Linked DNA regions of Mus musculus: region 1 is linked to region 2. The links are chromatin contacts, called in public Hi-C maps. All regions are on one chromosome and are shown on one strand. Each heading gives the region's core, a stretch centred on a gene start, on an enhancer-like site or on the middle of the called end of the contact. The rest is flanking DNA. Distances are from core to core; before and after follow the strand shown.

Region 1 (4,911 bases), core at 2,127-4,626, 520 kb before region 2:
AAATTTTGACCATGCCTTTTCAACCTGACTGCACAGGATTTCACTACCTGAGGACTTTGCTCCTGATCATTCACTTAGGAAGAGTCCAGCCCTGTCTTAAGGAATGATCCCCTTACTAGTGTTTGTCATAATGCTTTGTCTCTTTTCTTTGTAAAGACATTCATTTCCAAATGAAACTTATCCAAGTCTCCTGCTTCCCAAAGAGAACATAAACACTCAGTGTTTCCTACAAGTGGACATTCACCTAAAAAAAAAAAAAAAACAAAAAAACAAAACCCCACAGCACATGGAACAAAGCTAAGAAGACCCTTGAGGTCTTCCCTGCCCACTCTGGTTTTGGCAGTTCTCCCCCCTGCTTCCCTGTTAACTAAGTCACCACTGATAGAGAATGGCCCCATCAGCTAAAACTTGAGAGAAGTGTTTCACGAAAGAGACATCTAAGTTGGATTTTATGAGACATGCGTGATGAGGAGTTTAAGTTCAGCATTGTCTCCGTAGAGATTTCCAGGCCAGTCTGGGCGTCATGAGACTCTTTCTCACCCCTCACAAAAAAAAAAATACCTATCAAGCTAGTTTTGCTTGGGGAATCCTTCAAGAGCCCACTGTGGTCTGGGGGACATCAGCCCTGGGTACATATGGCTTTAGGTAGAGGTCAGTCTGCCAGTATCAGGTACTGTGGTAATGGAAGAAAAGTGTCCAGTATCTACGAAGGATTTGAAAGCCACTCCACACAGTCTGCCCTTACCCCTGATTGTTCTTTTCCAGTTACTCATGGTCAAGTGAGGACTAAGGTTATTAAATGGAAAACTATATACATAGGCAGCTCATACGTTTGAAGTTCTGAGTAGTGTGATGAAATGCTGAGCAGTCCCCCTATGTCCCCTCCAGGATACCAATCACTGTTGTCGATGTATCCACGTGTTGACTCTATCAGTCCCTTAGTAGCCACTTTCAGACCAACTGCAACAGTATAGCAGTATGTGAAATTTAGTAACTTTTGTTTTATATAATTATGGTCCCAAAGTGCAAGATAAGTAAGGCCGATAATTTTGTTACAATGTATTTTTACAATTGTTCTATTTTATTATTAGTTACTGTGCCCCAATTTATAAATTAAATTTTATCATAGGAAAACGTATAGGAGAAAACACAGTATATACAAGGGCTGGTTTTACCTGAATTTCAAGCATCTAAAAAGGGTCTTGGAGAATGGGGGGCTACTGCCTATTAATACTGAAGTCCAGAAGTTTGGAATGGAATTGTCTTCTCGACTCTAAAACAAGGGTGGCACCTTTGGCCAATAGCTGGCATGACAGTGAGAAGTAATTATAAAATGCTCTTGCAAAAAAGGGGGTTGCAACAACACACATGTGTCCAGCGATGGAAAGGTGGGTTGCAACAGCACACGTGCCTACAGGGATGGAAAGGTGTGACGGTGGCCGTTATCCCAGGACCTTATACTAACAGGTATGGCTCTCTGCTCCTGAGCGCCTGAGGCTGAACTTGACTCTAACCACAGCTGGATTCTGCTGTGGGACTGGAACCACTTTGCCTCAAACTGCAACAGGTAGAGGATCATGAGCAACTGCTACCAAACAGACTTTTGCTTTAAAAGCCAACAACTCCCTGCTCTTTTCTATAGATAGTCTCTCAAAGCTGGTTTGCTGGTTGAACAATGACCCTCTGGGACCCATCCATGCATTAAAAAAAAAAATCAGATAATACCAATATTTATACTTGCTGGATTTTATTATCTCCTTAATATGCCGAGTATGGACATTTGAATCTTCTCTGGTTTCCGAACTCTAGATTTTTGGAAAGCAGAGGCCGGTTGCATTTTTTCCTCTGCCCTTGCCTGACAGCGCCTTGCATCTGGAGCAAGCCCTTCATAACACTTTGGTATGCGTATGGTTTGTTCAACTCCTGTTACCTGGAAATTGGTCTCCTGCCCACCAAAACAAACATTCACAGATCTTAAAGTGTTTTTTTTTTTTTTAATCCAAATGGATTGTAATTCTGTTTCGTGGTTTTTTTCCTTCGCATTCAGTGCAACCAAATAAAACCCCAAACAGGTGGGTTGCCGTCAACAGCACCAGCGTGCCCTTCATCCTGACCATAGGGAAGTGGTGGAAATAAGTCATAAGACCATGTGACAAGTGACAAGAGGTCCCCGGGAGCTTATAAGATATTCTAACTACTTATCTACCCAGGCTTTCCCTTTCTGCCCCAGGAGTCTCCAAATAACATAAAACGCAGGCAGCCTGGAAGTCGCCTGGTGGTTGAAGTGCCAATCTTCCAGCGTTTATTTCCAGCCCACTCTGGCTCTGTAAAAACACACAGTCTGATAAAAAGGTCTGCTAGGAAGGCTGACGACTACACCATGTGGCAGGCATCGGGGCTGAGCCCCTTAGGCGCAGGATCGTATTTAAACTTCACAGAGCCTTAGAAGGTTGGGGTAAAATATCTCCTCAAAGAACCGGCAGGCCACACACAAAACAGCTGGCAAGGAAGAGGGCCTGGACTGAGGGGGGCTGGGGCTGCTTCGAGGCCCATGCCGACTTACCTGGGAAGTACAGAGTTGAGTGGCCTGGATTTTGGTGGGGATGCTACTTTCGGCTCTGCCACCGTGCTCCCGGAAGATGCTTGCGGAGCATCAGGCGAGGGTCCAGGAGGGTTCGGAAGTATCTCCCTAGCGGAAGTCAGAAGGTGCTCTTTCACTTCTTTCTCCCGGGACTTGGCTTTGTGCTCCGCCAGGAGGAGGTCAAATTGCTTTTTCCGGCCTGGGACTGCTCTCCGATGGCTCAGCGAGTGTGTCTAAGGAGAAGAGACATGAGCAGCACAGCCTCTTTGATCAGCACATACACCTGCTTCCCCACGGCCTGCATTTCCGAAATTGCAACCATAGGCATTTAAAGGTGCTTGAAAAAGTCAACTTCAAGACAACAGCTCCTGTTCTGAGGCTGGGAAGAGGCAGAGACCGCTCGAATGCAACCATGCCCTACACTCCAGGTGTCAAGAAGCCAAGGCTTCCTCCAGACAAATGGCATGAGATAGCTTCTGTGCAGAACCCAGGACAGCCTCGGATGAAAGTCACCCGCGAGGGAAAGCTAAAGTCAATCCAGATGTGGGTAGGAGGCTCCAGTTGGCCCATGCATTCAGGGCCACCAGGCAGAGAGGGCAGAGCCTGGGTCCAAAGAGGCACTAGAAGGACAGGAGGAAACCTGGGGCTTGAGGCTACCCCGTAGCGGTGGCCTGGGGTCCGCCTGTCCCCTGGTCACCCCGAGTAGCTAGATCAGAGCGCAGTATCTCATCCTCCCCTCCGGGCTGCCTTTCTGGGCGCTGCCGCCGCCGCCGCCGCTCCTGCATACATTAAAACGTAGCAGGCTTTAGAACCGCCTGTGAGTGCCTATAAATACAATTTACTGTCTGGCCTCCCAAGTAACACGGGAAGCCTAGGGTGTTTTTTTTTCCCTCTCTCTCTCTTCCCCTTAAAAAGCCAGACAGATTGAGGCAGGCACTATGCTACCGTGGACAGAGAAGAAAGCCATTTCCCTTACAAAGAACAGCTGGAGGTCATGTCGAGGTTCCACACCCTGCCGTGTGCAGAGAGTGGCATGCAAACATTTCGACAAAGGCCCCAGCAAGAGCAGGAAGTATTTTTTTATGGAAAGAGAAATACCTTGCAGGTGAGGGATCTTGTGCAAGGTTTCTTTGTCTCGGGATCCAATACTCCACAGTGTTTATTTGGGTCAAATTCTCTCTCTGGTTTAAGAAACAAACAAAAATGTAAGAAAAAAAAGGAGACTAAATAGGATTTGGCATTAAGACTACATTTTTTTTTTAAATGCACATATCCACCAACAAGTGTGACGTTGTCAGGCGATTTTTTTTTTCTTCTTCTTCTTTTTCTCTTCCCCCAACCAGCTGCTAAAATGTTTCGAGAACCACTCGGGGAAATCAATGCTGCACTCTGAACCCAGACTTTCTGAGTCTGATTCAGGGCGGCATAGGGGACAGGGTGAGAGCAGAGGGCAGGACAGTAGGACCATGCAGTTTGCAAATACTTTATTTTATTTAAAATAGTCCCACAGGTCCTTGGTGCTCTGGGCATAGTGGCTGCAGAGCAGAAAGCGCCACTGGAGTCCTAAGGATGCCTGCTTTCTTTGACGGCTGCCTGGAGAAATCCATTCATGTCCCCAGCCCCACCTCTGCCTTCCTGGTTTATCCATTTAAGTGGGAGCATGTTCACTGACTTGTCAGGGTGGCCTTTCCTATGCTTTACGAAGCCCTTGGTGAAGGCTTTCCACGCAGCCTCATAGATAAGTCATTTCCCTGACCTGGAATTGGCAGTGCCTCCGGCAGGGGCAGGAAAAAGCGTGGCTGTACTCCTCTGTGGGGCTGAACTTGAAGGCACAAGGAACACAGGCTGCTAACCTTACACCTCACTTTGCCTGTAGCCCCGGTCCAGACGCTCCACAGGAGGATCAGACAGGACACACTGGCTTGGGAGATGAAGGATGACTGAGGGAAGGAGAGCTTTCTCCACTTCCTCCTCACTGCCTGAGTGTTGATTGCTTCCAGGGAAGTGACTGCTAACTGTCCTTCTGATGCCTCCAGCCTCTTCATCTCTTTGGGAATTACTCAAAATGCTTAACCACACCTGCACAGTACGGGAATGTGTGGCAACCTTTCAGGGAGCCCCGGGCTTCTGAAGCTCAGTGCTGTCTCTGGTAGGCACCAGCAGACACCTGAGTCCTGCAGAGCAGATATTCCCACAGCTCTCTGGGCATGAAGGGTGGCAATGTTTAATGGTGAAGAGGGGGTGATTAGGAAGGGTGCCAGGTCTCTAGAAATGTGAGGTGTCTGTAAGGGCCTTGACGGCAGCAAACTGAAGAGAGTTCCTAGGCCAGA
Region 2 (4,707 bases), core at 481-2,980:
TGACACAGGGCAAGATACAAGCAGATCACCAAACTCCTTCCACTGATACCTCATCTTACCGTCAAACAAGCGACGGAGATTATACTAAGTGGGCTTAAAACCCTTTGGGTGGAAAGGACCCCACTTGGTCTTAGAGTGCAGCCTTTCTTGCAGTCTGAGGTACACAACCCGATCCAACAGACCAAGGCAGCAAATGCACACAGGCTGTGCACTTGTTTGCTTCTGGTGAAATGCCTGAGACTGGGGGCACTTCAGATTTGGGGTTTTGGAATACTTGACTGTACTTGTATTTGGGGGTAAGACCTGCCTACATGAAAAATGCTTTTATCATTTCTGTGTGCATGTTTGTGTGGTGTGTGTGCACATGTGCATGCAGGTGTGTGGAGGCCAGAGGTGACTTCGGGTCTTCCTCAGGCATTCACTGCTTCCCTTCTAAGACAGTACCTCTCATCAAACCTGGAGCTCATCGATTCTGCTGCACCAGCTGGCCAGCAAGCTCAGGGGCCCTCCCCTTTCTCTGCTTTGCCAGCACTGGCACTGTAAGCAGGTGCCAACATGCCTTGCTTTTCATGTCAGGTATTAAGAGATCAAACTCCGGGTCTCAGGCTTGTACATCGAGCACTTGACTGACTGGGCTATCTTCCTGGCCTCCATATTTTGACTGTGACTTGTTTTATGAGGTCAAGTTTTGAATCTTGACCCTGGACATCCTACTCAAGATGTTTGAGTTTTGGATCTAAAACATCCAACCTATACCAATACTATGTGTCAAGTCAGTGTCTCCTCGTGACCCACCTCTTTCTGCAACTATGAGGCACCAAGGATGTTCTTGACTGCCACAATTTTGTTCTACAGAAACCTGGATTAAAGCAACAGCAGCAGCAGCAGCAGCAAAATAATGAAAAGCAAATACAAAGCTTGTTTTAGGAGTTGTCGAGACAGCTCAGTACATAAAGGTACTTGCTGTTAACAATCCTGACAACCTAAGTTCCATCCCTGGAACACATGTGGTAGAAGAGATCCCTGCAGGTCATTCTCTGACCTCCACATGCGCACCTAGGCACACGTGTCCCTATACATACATAAACATAAAATGTAGTAAAACGTCTAAAAACAAAACCAAAACCTCCCATTTTGTTGTTTCTCACATTGCTTTTTAACTATAAGTTTCTATATGATCTTAACTGTTATAGGTTTAAAAACATGAAAGTCTTCTAACAGCTTTTATTCTATGGATTTGGTAAAGGCCACTGTTAAAAACTTAACTTCCATTTGAAGAAAAGTTACTCACTAGACTTTTAATTTTGTTTTATAGTGTTTTTGTCATACTAAGGCAATTAATTGTATTAAATAAGCCATTTATTTGAAAATGTACAAAGTTACTGTCAAACAACTAGAGAAGTGTGTGTTTGCACAGGGGTAAGAACAGAAAGAGGAACTTTAGAATTTAAGGTACAAGGGTAAGTCACAGCCATGGCGGACCAAGCTTCACGGGTGAGCACAGCTGATACCGAATTTCCTGCAGAGCTTTGATTTCAGGTTCAGGAAAGCCAGTGTTTCTTTGGCTGCACAGCCTCATTCTCAGTGAAGCTCGACTCTATCCTAAAGAATCTTCGTAGCTCAGCATTAGCCCTCTGAAATAAATGCATTTCCACTGTTATTTCCGAACAACCACCCTCTGTGCTTCCTCCCAGCGAGGCAGGCTGGCAGCTCCCTTCTGCTGCACACAGACAAAGCTGTGTGGGGGCAAATCTCTACAGAAGTCGGACTTTCAGAGCCTGGGTCCTACAGTTCCATTCTGTTTAGACACAGCAGAAAACCATAATAAAAGGCACAGGAGCCTGTGGCCTGATACCACTGTCAGTTTAAGGAAAGCTACAAAAACTAAGGGAGAAAGCTACAACAGAACCACAGTAATTAAACCCATTCATTAATCTACAGCCAGGCAAACCAACAACCAGCCAGCCTAACAAACAAACAAACAGCCCAAGGTAAGTGTATTTATAAATGACATTTCAGTTAATAGTTAAGCTTACTGGGGAAAAGATGACCCACACTTAAAATATACCCGAGATATTTGTAACCACAATATCTTCCAAGCTACAACCTTGTAACTCGGAGCTGAAGTAGAAGAAAAGGGAAAATGAAATAAAGGTCTGGACCACACCGACCATGCTTTATAATACTCAGTGTCATAGCAGTATCTCACGGCATCTGCCCTGACCGGAGTTTAGTAGTCCATATACTACTTAGCAGTGTATCTAGCTCCTATGGGATGTTATAATTTGTAAGGCAGGCTGAGGGATGTGTCAGTGGGGAAACACTTGCTGTATAGGCATGAGGACCATTTGGATGCCTGGCACTTACAGAAATGCAAGTGGTGGCCCGACTGCAATCCCATCACTGGGAGGTGCCGACAGGGTCCCCAGAACAAACTGGCTGGCTGGGCTAACTGAACTGTTGAGCTCTGAGTTCAAGGGAGACCCCGCTTCAATGTTATTTTGGAGAACAACTGAGGAAGATACCAGACATTAATCTCTGGCTGCCACACATGTTCATACACCACGTCTGTACAAACAGAATATCCAAGAAGCATGCAAACACGCACACACATACCACATACATAAAAATATACGAGGCTAAGTCAAAAGAGACAAAAGTTGAATGGAAATATCTGAGTCATTTAGCTCTACCAGGGTCTAAAAGTATAATAAAACTTACCATCATAGCTACACTTCTATAAAACAACTAATGCCCTTCTTCTTCTTTTTTTTTAAAAGATCATTTATTTATTTTATGTGTATGAGTGTTACCACATTCATGCAGTGCCTGGGGAGGCCAGAAGAGGGCATCAGACCAGAGGGTTGAGTCACCACGTGGATGCTAGGAACTTAACTCCGTTAAAAGAGCAGCCAGTTAGTGCTCTTAACCGCTGAGCCATGTCTACAGCCTCAATTTTTAAAGCTTTGTTTAGGATACTTTTTTATAGTGCTTTACAACCCACTTTTGCCTAAATATACAGAATGTGGCCTATGTTTAAGGAAGATGCCATTATTTCAAAGTTGCATAGGCTGAAGTAAAACGACTCATATTTTACAATCTTAAGAGAAATTAAATTTTTTTTTTTTTAGAGAAAACAGGTTAAGAATTTAAAATGTCTGCAAATTGACAGGTAATTAACCATGAAAGAGAACTGTTAACCTATGAACACAACATGCTGTTATTAGGATAATACAGGGATGATTAGATCTAGTTATATGGGAATACACAATGGCTAACGGGTACTACGCAGTTTCCGAGTGATTACTCCAAGAGTACAGTCAACAGGTCTAGCTTACTAGTTTGCTGCCCTCGTTACTTCCAGCTAAAGTGGTGAGTGAGCTTCATCCTTAACTAGTCAGTTCATTCACAAGCTCACAACCTGTTTGTTCTACGTGCCAGGCCTTACGGTTTCAGACACCAAGGGAGGAAAACAGGCTGACATAGTCCTGGTTCTCACAGTGCTAATCAGAGAAAAACAATACTCAGACCAAGCAACTACAGATTAAGACGGATGCTATGAAAAGTTGAGGAGAGAACAGAAGGGACCTAGGGAAATTTCTCCAAGGTGATGACATGTGAACAAGACTCAAATGACAAGACAATGACAAGACAGGAAACTCTTCGGCCTAAGGGACAGTACAGAACAACGGCCTGTGTTGCTGGTCCTTGGAACTGTAGGTAAGAGATCAGACGCAGGCACAGGCACAGGGGTTGAGAAGGAGCTCCCATTGTGTATTAACTGCAATGGAAGCCTCTATGTCTTAAGCCAGGGTAACTGTAACCTGATTCGAATTTTTTTTAATGCTGAAAATTGAATCTAGGCTCTTACATATGGTAAGAACATGCTCTAACACTGAGCTACAACTCCTAGCCCTCCTCACAATTTCCCAGTCTGGGGTTGGGGGAAGATAGATGGCACAGCTGAAAGTCTGTCTGTCTGTCTGTCTGTCTGTCTCTCTCTCTCTCTCTCACACACACACACACACACACACACACACACACACACACACACACACACACCAGCATAAAACAATCAGTCCTGCAGACAGAAAGAGAAACATGGATTACTGGATGCTCAAAGCAGAGTCAGGAATTCAGAAGTTACCGCCCACAAGTCAGATAAGGAAAAGACCTACCCAGTGTTTCTGGAGGTAAAGAAGGGTTAGAGCTGGATGTGGAGAGCAAAGAGACATCACGGATACCTCCTAGAGTTTGGTTGAGCAACTGGGTTAACAATGGTGCCATTTACCAGGAGTAGTGGCACACACCTGAAATGCCAGCACTCAGGGAAGGCAGGAAGGTTACCTTGAGCTGGAAGGCCAGCCTGGGCTACCTAGTGAGTAACAGACCAACCACAGGTATGTTTCAAACCCTACTTCAGCTTCTTTTCAAATAAAGGGTTCGTTTATTGAGTCAATGAAGACTATGGGAGGGATAAGTGGGAAGATCAAGAGCCCAGTCTTCAACATGAAGCAACACTAAATCAGTTTCGTGTGCTCAGTTAAGTGTATGAAAAGGAAGATCTTGACTCCTGTTAATTTGTCCACTGCCTTAATTTCTATTGCTAGATAAAATGATTCTATGAGAAATAGAAAATTCTTCACATTCCCAGGCAACCTTACTAGTAATCGTTCCTTGAACTGGCAGGGTCCTCGGTGGCTAACA

What was found. A called contact is a pair of places that touch in the nucleus more often than the background predicts.
Region 1: a Hi-C map of cortical neurons shows a contact between it and region 2, with 2.1 times the contacts expected there. The contact joins two enhancer-like sites.

The regions. Positions count from the first base shown.
Region 1 is chr12:33,343,741-33,348,651 of GRCm38.p6, reverse strand. Atxn7l1 (ataxin 7-like 1) reads right to left here. Exons shown (of 11, transcript NM_001374022.1): 6 at 3,680-3,762; 7 at 2,564-2,814. Among named protein-coding and RNA genes, the nearest start is that of Atxn7l1os2, 49 kb to the left of the region's middle. Within about 2 kb of position 3,376, at least 57 of the 459 cell types and tissues checked have an H3K27ac peak or open chromatin away from gene starts, as enhancers often do. A contact at or near this core is called in cortical neurons, where this site is marked.
Region 2 is chr12:32,825,329-32,830,035 of GRCm38.p6, reverse strand. All of the region lies in intron 1 of Nampt (nicotinamide phosphoribosyltransferase), which reads right to left. It overlaps Gdap10 (ganglioside-induced differentiation-associated-protein 10), which reads right to left. Exons shown (of 1, transcript NR_045032.2): 1 at 3,117-4,707. Among named protein-coding and RNA genes, the nearest start is that of Gdap10, 3.6 kb to the right of the region's middle. Within about 2 kb of position 1,730, at least 53 of the 459 cell types and tissues checked have an H3K27ac peak or open chromatin away from gene starts, as enhancers often do. A contact at or near this core is called in cortical neurons, where this site is marked.